Linked DNA regions of Lactuca sativa: region 1 is linked to region 2. A link is a contact called in public Hi-C data. All regions are on one chromosome and are shown on one strand. The core of a region is the stretch at or near the end of the contact, and the rest is flanking DNA. Distances in the headings are between cores, read along the strand shown.

What was found. A called contact is a pair of places that touch in the nucleus more often than the background predicts.
Region 1: a Hi-C map of leaf shows a contact between it and region 2, with 2.5 times the contacts expected there. The contact joins the promoter of LOC111880497 here to the promoter of LOC111880534 in region 2. A contact is called at or near these places in 2 of 4 Hi-C or Micro-C datasets (both in leaf).

What each region holds. Positions count from the first base shown.
Region 1 is chr5:29,248,660-29,252,704 of Lsat_Salinas_v11, forward strand. LOC111880497 (protein PLASTID TRANSCRIPTIONALLY ACTIVE 10) reads right to left here and starts at 2,561. Exons shown (of 11, transcript XM_023876923.3): 1 at 1,786-2,561; 2 at 1,601-1,660; 3 at 1,493-1,522; 4 at 1,264-1,337; 5 at 836-1,105; 6 at 677-743; 7 at 484-576; 8 at 208-384; 9 at 67-117. The coding sequence starts at 2,514.
Region 2 is chr5:29,106,773-29,111,234 of Lsat_Salinas_v11, forward strand. It overlaps LOC111880534, which reads left to right and starts at 2,034. Exons shown (of 1, transcript XM_023876966.3): 1 at 2,034-3,278. The coding sequence starts at 2,142. The coding sequence ends at 3,095.

The DNA.
Region 1 (4,045 bases), core at 1,311-3,810, 140 kb after region 2:
CATGATGTTAAATTCCATAGGAGGCAAACGGGAAATAAGCTGACATCAATCAAATTCAAAACAAACCTGGCGCTCTGCGTATGCAGCATCTAGGTCAAGATCTTTCACGCTCACATTCTGATGAATACATGTTAAAAGAAATGTCACTTAATAATAATATTCATAAATGATGATTGAACAAGCAAAAGCCAAGTGGTGAGTACTGACCACAATCCTTTTGGGTAGTAAAGTTTGGTTATAATAATCTTGGCTGTATTCGACACTGTTTTCTTCATTGAATTCCACCTCATCGCTCAACTCTGACAATTTTTTACCCTCGTATTTTTCTGGGTTCATCTCCATATCATCCATAATCAACTGTTCTGCAACATGTATTTGCCATAACTGCAAACCAAATTCATTATTATTCAATGGTATTTGGTCAACTATCAACTGTCAACTGTCAACTGTCAACTGTCAGACAACAAGAGAGGATATACATACCGTATTAACGTAAGGGTGATTACATATTAAAGGTTCTTCCTCCACCTTGATTCCCGGATCATCCTTAGAAATTGGTGGCCTTCTACAATCACGCTGTTAATAAGTATTGAAAACCATCAGTAAATCCATGTATACATACATACGTACGTAAATATAGTAATATATAAGAAACCATTAAACAAATAAAACTTACGCGCAACTCATCCATACTAGTATCTTCCTCCCGATGGAAAATTGGTGGGTAGTCAAACCTCTTGAAACTGTAGGTAAAAAGTCAAAGATCAAACATTTTGCTATAGTTTTGAGCTGATTAACATTCTATGTATAAAAGATATAAAACTGGAAAACATACATAAGGTGATCTATATTAGGATCAACAAAACGCATCTCGATTGGAAATCGGAAACGGTAAGGATCTCGTTTGGCCTGAAAAAAATAAAAAAATAGACAGACATTTGACTTGAGCAACATAATACAAAAATACAACATTTTTAAAAGGAATAAGGAGCAGAAATATGCATTTGAAGAGCCATAACTCACCAGAATTTCAACAATGACATGCATACCAACTTTTATATGATGTCGGATCCAATACCAATCATTACGTTTAATTGGGACCCACCTGAAATGACCATGGAGCTTTACTTAGAGTTAAGAGTCTAAAAAGCTATATATATTGTATACAAGTGTTTCTTTTTTTTTACTTAATGCAGAAATAACGACTTAATAGACCAGAGAAACGACTTAACGACTTAATACACATCATTTATCAAGACTTACCCATCATGAACACCTCCAATGTCAACGAAAGCTCCTTGATAAAGATGCAAAGTAGTCACTTTACCAACACAAATCTGCACAAGATATACATATATGTATGTATGTAAGTACGTTTATAGCATGAATTGCTATTTGGATAATAAGATTTACAGGTTCATTTTGGTAATAAAATCAATGCAAGTGCATACTTATACATGGCTCAAGAGAATTACAGAGCAGTAAAACTTACTTGTCCGGGGTAGTAAAATGGTAGCTCGTACTGCAGAAGGGAAAGGTAAAGTGGGTAAGAAAACGTAAGATCATCATCGATTTTGGTTCACATTATTTCAAAACTTACCATTCCTTCTTTATAATCTTTCCCTCTTTTCCTTCTACCAGGAAAATAATCTTGATCATACTGTATCAAAAATTATGGATCTCATTAGTGTATAACATGAATAGCTTGGAATTATGGGGTGTTTTCAAAGTGAGTATTAATTACAAGTTGAGGAATTACTATAAGAATTGAGTGTTGGGATGAACCTTATATGATTCCTCCTCCAATCTATCTCTATTCGCATCCACCCATTCGTTATACTGCTTCAGAAACACCTTATATCTGTCCAAACACAAATCATCTGTATTGCTTTTTGCTTCATTCTGTACTTGCTCAAGATCAACTCTAGCTGAAAACTTATGAGCTTCCCTGATAAATTCCAGCTCTTTCTTATCCACTTCCCACCCCTTCGGCGGCCAATCTCGCGGTGGCACGTGACGGACCACCAGCGGCCCTGCCCATGTCGTCTTCAAGGGCTCCGGAATGTCGCCCTTAAGCTCGAACTGTTTCGCGTAAAATTCGTCCTCTGTTAACCCTAATTCTTCCATTTTCTTCTTCCTGTAACTAGGTCTCAACATTTTGAAGGCTTCAATCGAATCAGGATTTTCCAATGCTACTTCTTCTCCTTCGTTGAGTGATTTTCTGGCGAAATCTCCTTCTGGAGTAAGGATTTCCTCCCATGGAGCCCAACCTCCTTCGATCCAGTTGCGGCGACGGGCTTCATCTTCAGTTTCCACGTCTTTGGGACCGAATTTTTCGATGAAATCCTCATCGACCGGGAATTCGTCCGCTGAGAAACCTTTAACGGTGAATTTTCCAGTTGAGATGAAGTGAAGGGATGGGTTTATATTACGGGATTTGAATAGCTTACTAGGATTTAGGATTTTTGGAGGAGGAAGAAAGGAGATGGGATGAGGGTTTAAGAGGGTTTGCATTCTCACTTGCTTGCTCAGAGTGGATAAAGTTGGTTTGAGTAGTTATGTAATTGTAGTGTATGAAACTATGCTGACCGAATTGTAAAGAAAAAGTAAACATAGGGACTGTAATAGGCAATCAATCTTTGTTTTTTTAATTTCAAATGGATCACGAAACTATGGTGAATTGTAAAGATAGGTTTTATAATGGGTTTTGCTATAAGTATCTTTTTTATTTTTTTTTATTTCCTAACTTCATCTAATCGATTATTTATCTTTTGACATTATTTTTTTGTTTTTTTGCTTTTTTTTTTGTTTTTTTTATTGTTCTTTTCTTTTATTTATTAGATTATTTTTATTATTTAAAAAAAACTTATTTTTTTTAGAATTACACTACAAATACAATTACATATTGGAAAATATATTTTTGTTCATTTATTATCATATTTTCATATTGAATAAAAAAGCTTACTTATTATTATTATTATTATTATTATTAATAATAAAAACTTACTTTTCATATTGAAATTACACTCTAAATACAAGCATAATTTTAAATTAGATAAAAAAACTTACTTTTATTTGTCGTTCCATCACATTCATTCATAAACAATCTTTTTTATTATTATTATTATTATTATTTCGTCTATCGGAACATTTTTTCATCATCAACAACTACAATGTTGATCCAGGCTCACCATAACCATTATGTAATGGTTGACTTACAATGAACATATATATTGTCTAATGTTTTGTCTAAACTTTTCCCTATATACAGATCAGAACATTCGATTGCATGGAAAACATTATATAGTGTTCGACTAACTGTTTTCAATCCGCATAACACACCACGCAATTGTTATACTGAACCAATTAATATTTGTGATAAATAAAGACAAACTTTGATTTTGTTCAATTTTATATAGTCGGTTGAATTTTATAATATCGTCCGAATTTTATACGCTTATCGATATTTACAACAACAACAACAACAACAACAACAACAACAATAATAATAATAATAATAATAATAATAATAATAAACAAAAAAAAAAAGATAAAAGGGACAAAAAAAATCACAATGGGTGGAATTGTAAAATAAATGTACTTATAGCATTAGCTTTTACAATTTGCATTTTTTTTCCAAATTATTAACTTTTAAGACCATCATATTTGATATATTTGATATTATTGTCTGAAAAAGATTACCAGTTAAACAAAATAAAATAAACAATAAAGATCATTAAACAAATTTGAAAATTTTCTAAAATACAAATGAAGAAAACTCATGAGACATGATACTTTTGTCAAAATCATTTCTTTTGTATACAATTTAGCTCCTTTTATGTTTATTATAAGAATAGCGTTGTTAAATGAATCTAATCCTTGGATTAATGAATCTAATCCTTTTAATGTTCTTTAATTTATGGGTTGAATTGATAGAAAGAAAAAAAAAATATTGACGGGCTTATTCATTGTTAAAAACTCGAGTTTTTAGAGAAGATTCACTGTCAATCATGTTAGATAATTACAGCTTACAACTGAAACGAAA
Region 2 (4,462 bases), core at 784-3,283:
TTAGAACATCAATATATAGCTTATCTAATAATGATTTCTTAAAATACTTAAATATTTGATACCTTTCCTTGGAATACACTTCCTCCCATTGTCCACTACATGAATGCTTAGTCCATAACTGCACTTATAAGTGGATCCTAAAACAAGGAACCAAATTGCTACCTGTCACAGTAGGTATTATCATATTATTCATATACTGAGATGCTCAAAGGTTAATTTATCTCTATGGACTATGGGTCTAGACATTATGGAAATCATGATTACTGTCGTTTTGAAATTAAGCCCCTTTTTAAATGCCTACACCCAATACAAAATTCATATCACTTTATATCTAAAACAGAATCCATATGATACTTTTTATAATCCAAAATATTACAATCATCAGGAGGTAGAAATTAGGGTTAAGATGATAATTAATATGAAAATTCTTATTGACTAAACACTAAAAAACTCATAGAAATTCATCCAGAGAGACTGAGGGCTTTAAACTCTAATAGAAAAAACAAATCGTGTGTAGACAACGAGAAAACCCTAGAAAAACCAAAATTAAGGAGTTCAGGATTGTAGAACTTAGAAAAACGAGTTGTGATTTGTGCTACAAATGAAAGAGGGGTATATGGAAATAAAACTTACACACTACTAGAAACCAGTATAGAAGCTGATGAAGACTACTTTAGGTTTGCGCGAGTTTACGATAGAGGATATCCAACTGATCGAATGACGTTGGCATGGAAATGGCGAGTCAACAACGAAGGTAGACGGACGACATGAAAGCCAACGAGGACGTGATTTCTAAGCTTTTCCTATACATCAAAGAGAGGCGATGCAAGTGGACGGTGGTGGAGCTGATTTTCCGGGCGGAGGAGGGATTCGAGTCGACGGGGGTTTGATTAGGGCTTTGGGAGAAAATTGTGTAGAGTTTTGGAAGAAATCATAGGGAAGGAAAATAAAAGCGTGGAATGAAAATAAAACGATGGAACGAAAATAGAAAGAAAAGCGGGGAATAAAAAAAGGAGTCTTCGATTTTCTGCGACCGATTGGCGAGGGGATAAAAAAAAAGGTCGTGTAATTTTTAGGAATCGGTCGCTGTTCCCTCGCTAAGAGGTTTTAATTTTGTGACGGATTATCGAGGGAAGGCTTTTGTCGATAAATTCTTACCAATCCGTCTTTGATTGCTCGGTAATACCTCTCTAAAATTCTGTAAGGGTTTTGGTTGAAATATTTGCGCGTTCCGTCACTAATCCCTCAGTAAGTCGTCACTGATTACCTGCGGATAGAATCCGTCGCTAATTTCGTTGCTGAAAGTCAGGTTTCTAGTAGTGAGTTAGGTATACGTTAAATTAGATATATCATAAGGATAAAGTCTTTAAAAAACGAACATCTTTTGTGGGTTCATTATTAAAGCCCGTATTTATGGAAGTTAACAAGATTTATTTTATTTTATTATTATTATTATTTTTTTAAATTCAATTTCTAAAAAATGAAAGAATGAATGAAATAAAATATATAGTTTACATTAAACTTAACAATAATGATACTTGGAGCATTATAACATAATATATATTATATTATATGAAGCCAATAATTAAACATTTCAATGACAAAAATAATTGTTTTTAATCTTTTAATAAATGTTAAATTAAATTTTGTAATAAGTGATGTTTTAAAATAAGTTTTATTGACTTCTGGAGTTCAATCGTATGGTTAAAAGAATAACAAATTTATGTAAAGAACAAAATAAAATAATAATATGAAATCTTCAGAAAAAATATTAAAAAAAATATTCACTACTTTTAGATAAACTTTTATAGAAATAATAAAATTATATAAATTACTCATCAATATTTGATTAGCACAAATCATTTAAATGATTCTTAAAACACTGATTTACTGACTGTATATTTTATATGCAATCTTACCTGAAATAGATATTCACTTAATGATTGAATATTTGACTTGGATATTATAAAATGATATAGGTATGTTTTTTCCTTTTTTAAGTTAAAAAGAATAACAGAAAATCTTTGTGACTCCTTTATATGTGTACCATTCCCATCGTCTGATCTTTATGTGCATTGCCAAAGCATACAAAAACTTGGCAGAGACAGACAGAGAGGAGGAGGTGGGGCACGGTGCATTAAATGGACGGTAGAGGTGGTTGTTGTATAGCAAGATGCTCCAGCAGTGGAGGTGGTGGTCGGATGAGCATGAGTTATGGTATGTCGAAGGTGGAGAAAATAATGCTCAAGTTCAGGCCCATCGCACCGAAGCCTCTAGCTGCTGGATCTGGTTCTAGTTGCTCCACGATGGAGGACACCGATGGCTATGGAGGAACTCGACGACGTAAGCGAAAGTACGTTAGGGTTAACGGCAACAAAGCGAAGAAGGATACAAGTACTGTTTCGAAGAAACGAAAGGCTTCAGCGTCTTTGCCTTCAGTAGTTTCTGGTGGTGGAGACGCGGTGGTGACGCTGTCCTTGATGCCGGAGACGCCGGATCGGAAGGAGAAGTCACCGGCCAGGAGTTCATCAACTGAAAATCAAGATCTGGTCATATCTCCGTCCCCCTTAGTAGTAAACCGTAACAAACTTGCACCGATCTATTTTGATGGTCACGTGCGAGGAACGGAGAGCCACTTGGTTCCTGTTACCGATCATTCTGTTGCGATGGCGTCACCTCTACCACTACGATCGCAGGTTGTTTCCTTCGTGACGATGGAAAGCGTGACAGAGAAGTGGCTGAACGGTGACGGAATAGGATTTACAGACGAAGCGAGGGTGATGAGCATGGAGACGGACGCGTGTCCGTCATTCATCACGAGCAGCCGTGACATGGTGGTGTGGACGAATAAGGCGTATAGTGAGATGACGGCCGGTGGTGTTGGAGACGAGACGGTGGTGGTGGTGAAGAAATATAATCGGGTACCGATGCCGGTGTCTCTTCCGTCGTTCACGTGCAAGGTGAAGGTCACGTGGGGTACTGAAAAAACTTCGTCTTCTTCGAACCTCACGGCGCCGTGCGACGTGTGGCGGTTGCAGCACGGTGGTTATGCATGGCGGTTAGACGTTAAAGCAGCGCTGTCTTTGGGCCGCTAAATTAGCTGAAGTTGTGTTAGTTATACTTCGTCGATAAGCCTAGTTTTTTGCTTTTAAAAAAAAAATCCAATGAAGATAAAGGGTGTAGATTAAAAGACAATTAATCCATATCATTTGTACATGTTCTAATGTTCCTTATTTGATCCTTAATTACGTTACTAACATTTATTTTAATGTTTGTTATATTGTATTATTAATATCTCCCTTGTCTGGAAGGGTGTGCTTGTCGAGCAAATTAGTTTATCCCACATGAGCTCGATATGTTACAATTACTTCACGACTCTTCTTGGTGCCGTGGGCAAAAAAAAAACGAAACAATACGAAAAACTAAAAATAATTGAAAAACAAGCAATTTGGTGGTAGGTTCTGTACAAAAACCAAATACAGATGGAAAAACTTATTCAAGAAAAGTAGGCATCCAGATTTTCGATGGGTTCCCACATGTGTCATCTTCAAACAAATCCCCTACAAATAGTTAGTTATTTCCAAAATATTAGGGTTAACCATACTATCCAAACTACATCCCCTAACTCTTACGTTTTTCCTGTTGATGCACAATGATCCATATAACAAATTCAGGGCCACAATCATTTTGAAAAACTTTGATTTTTTAGAAATTAAATTGAGTTTGCACAAGTTTGATAAAGGCTGTTAATACCGAGTAGAAACTTGATTTGGTTTTTAATGGGTAAAACCATATGAAACGTGAGTAATCATCAACAAAAACTACATAATATAGATAGCCATTTAAGTAAACAAGTACTCGTCCCCACAAGTCATAATGAATTAAATCTAAAGGAAATAGAGAACGTTTAGAATTTAATTCAAATGGTAATCAGTGTCCCTTAGAAAGCTGACAAGGTTTGCAAATGTTTGATTTAGGTAAAACTAAAATAACATGTAAAGCACCTAATTTATTCAAAAAAGAAATAATATCAAATAAAACATGTCCAAGGCGATTATGCCATAATTCAAAAGATGCCTTCTTAGAAACACTAGAAACTGCAACCAAAGCGGTTGGATGATCACGAAGCACATAGAGTCCCTCTTCACATATTCCTTGAGTTATCACTTGCTTGCTTTCCCTGTCTTGAATATGAGAAAATGGTTGAGAGAAGAGGACATCAACCAGATGATCCATGGTGAGTTTGCTAATAAACAAGAGATTTTTAGTGAGCTTGGGAATAACCAATACATCACATAATTCAAGTTTATTAGAAAGAATAGAACGACCCATATGAGCAATAAGGAGTTTAGCACCATTACCAACAGTGATATGCATAGTACTCGAATAAGGAGTTGAAGAAGAAACATTTTCTGATGAAGGTGTCATATGAGTTGTGGCACCGAGGTCAACATACCAGTCT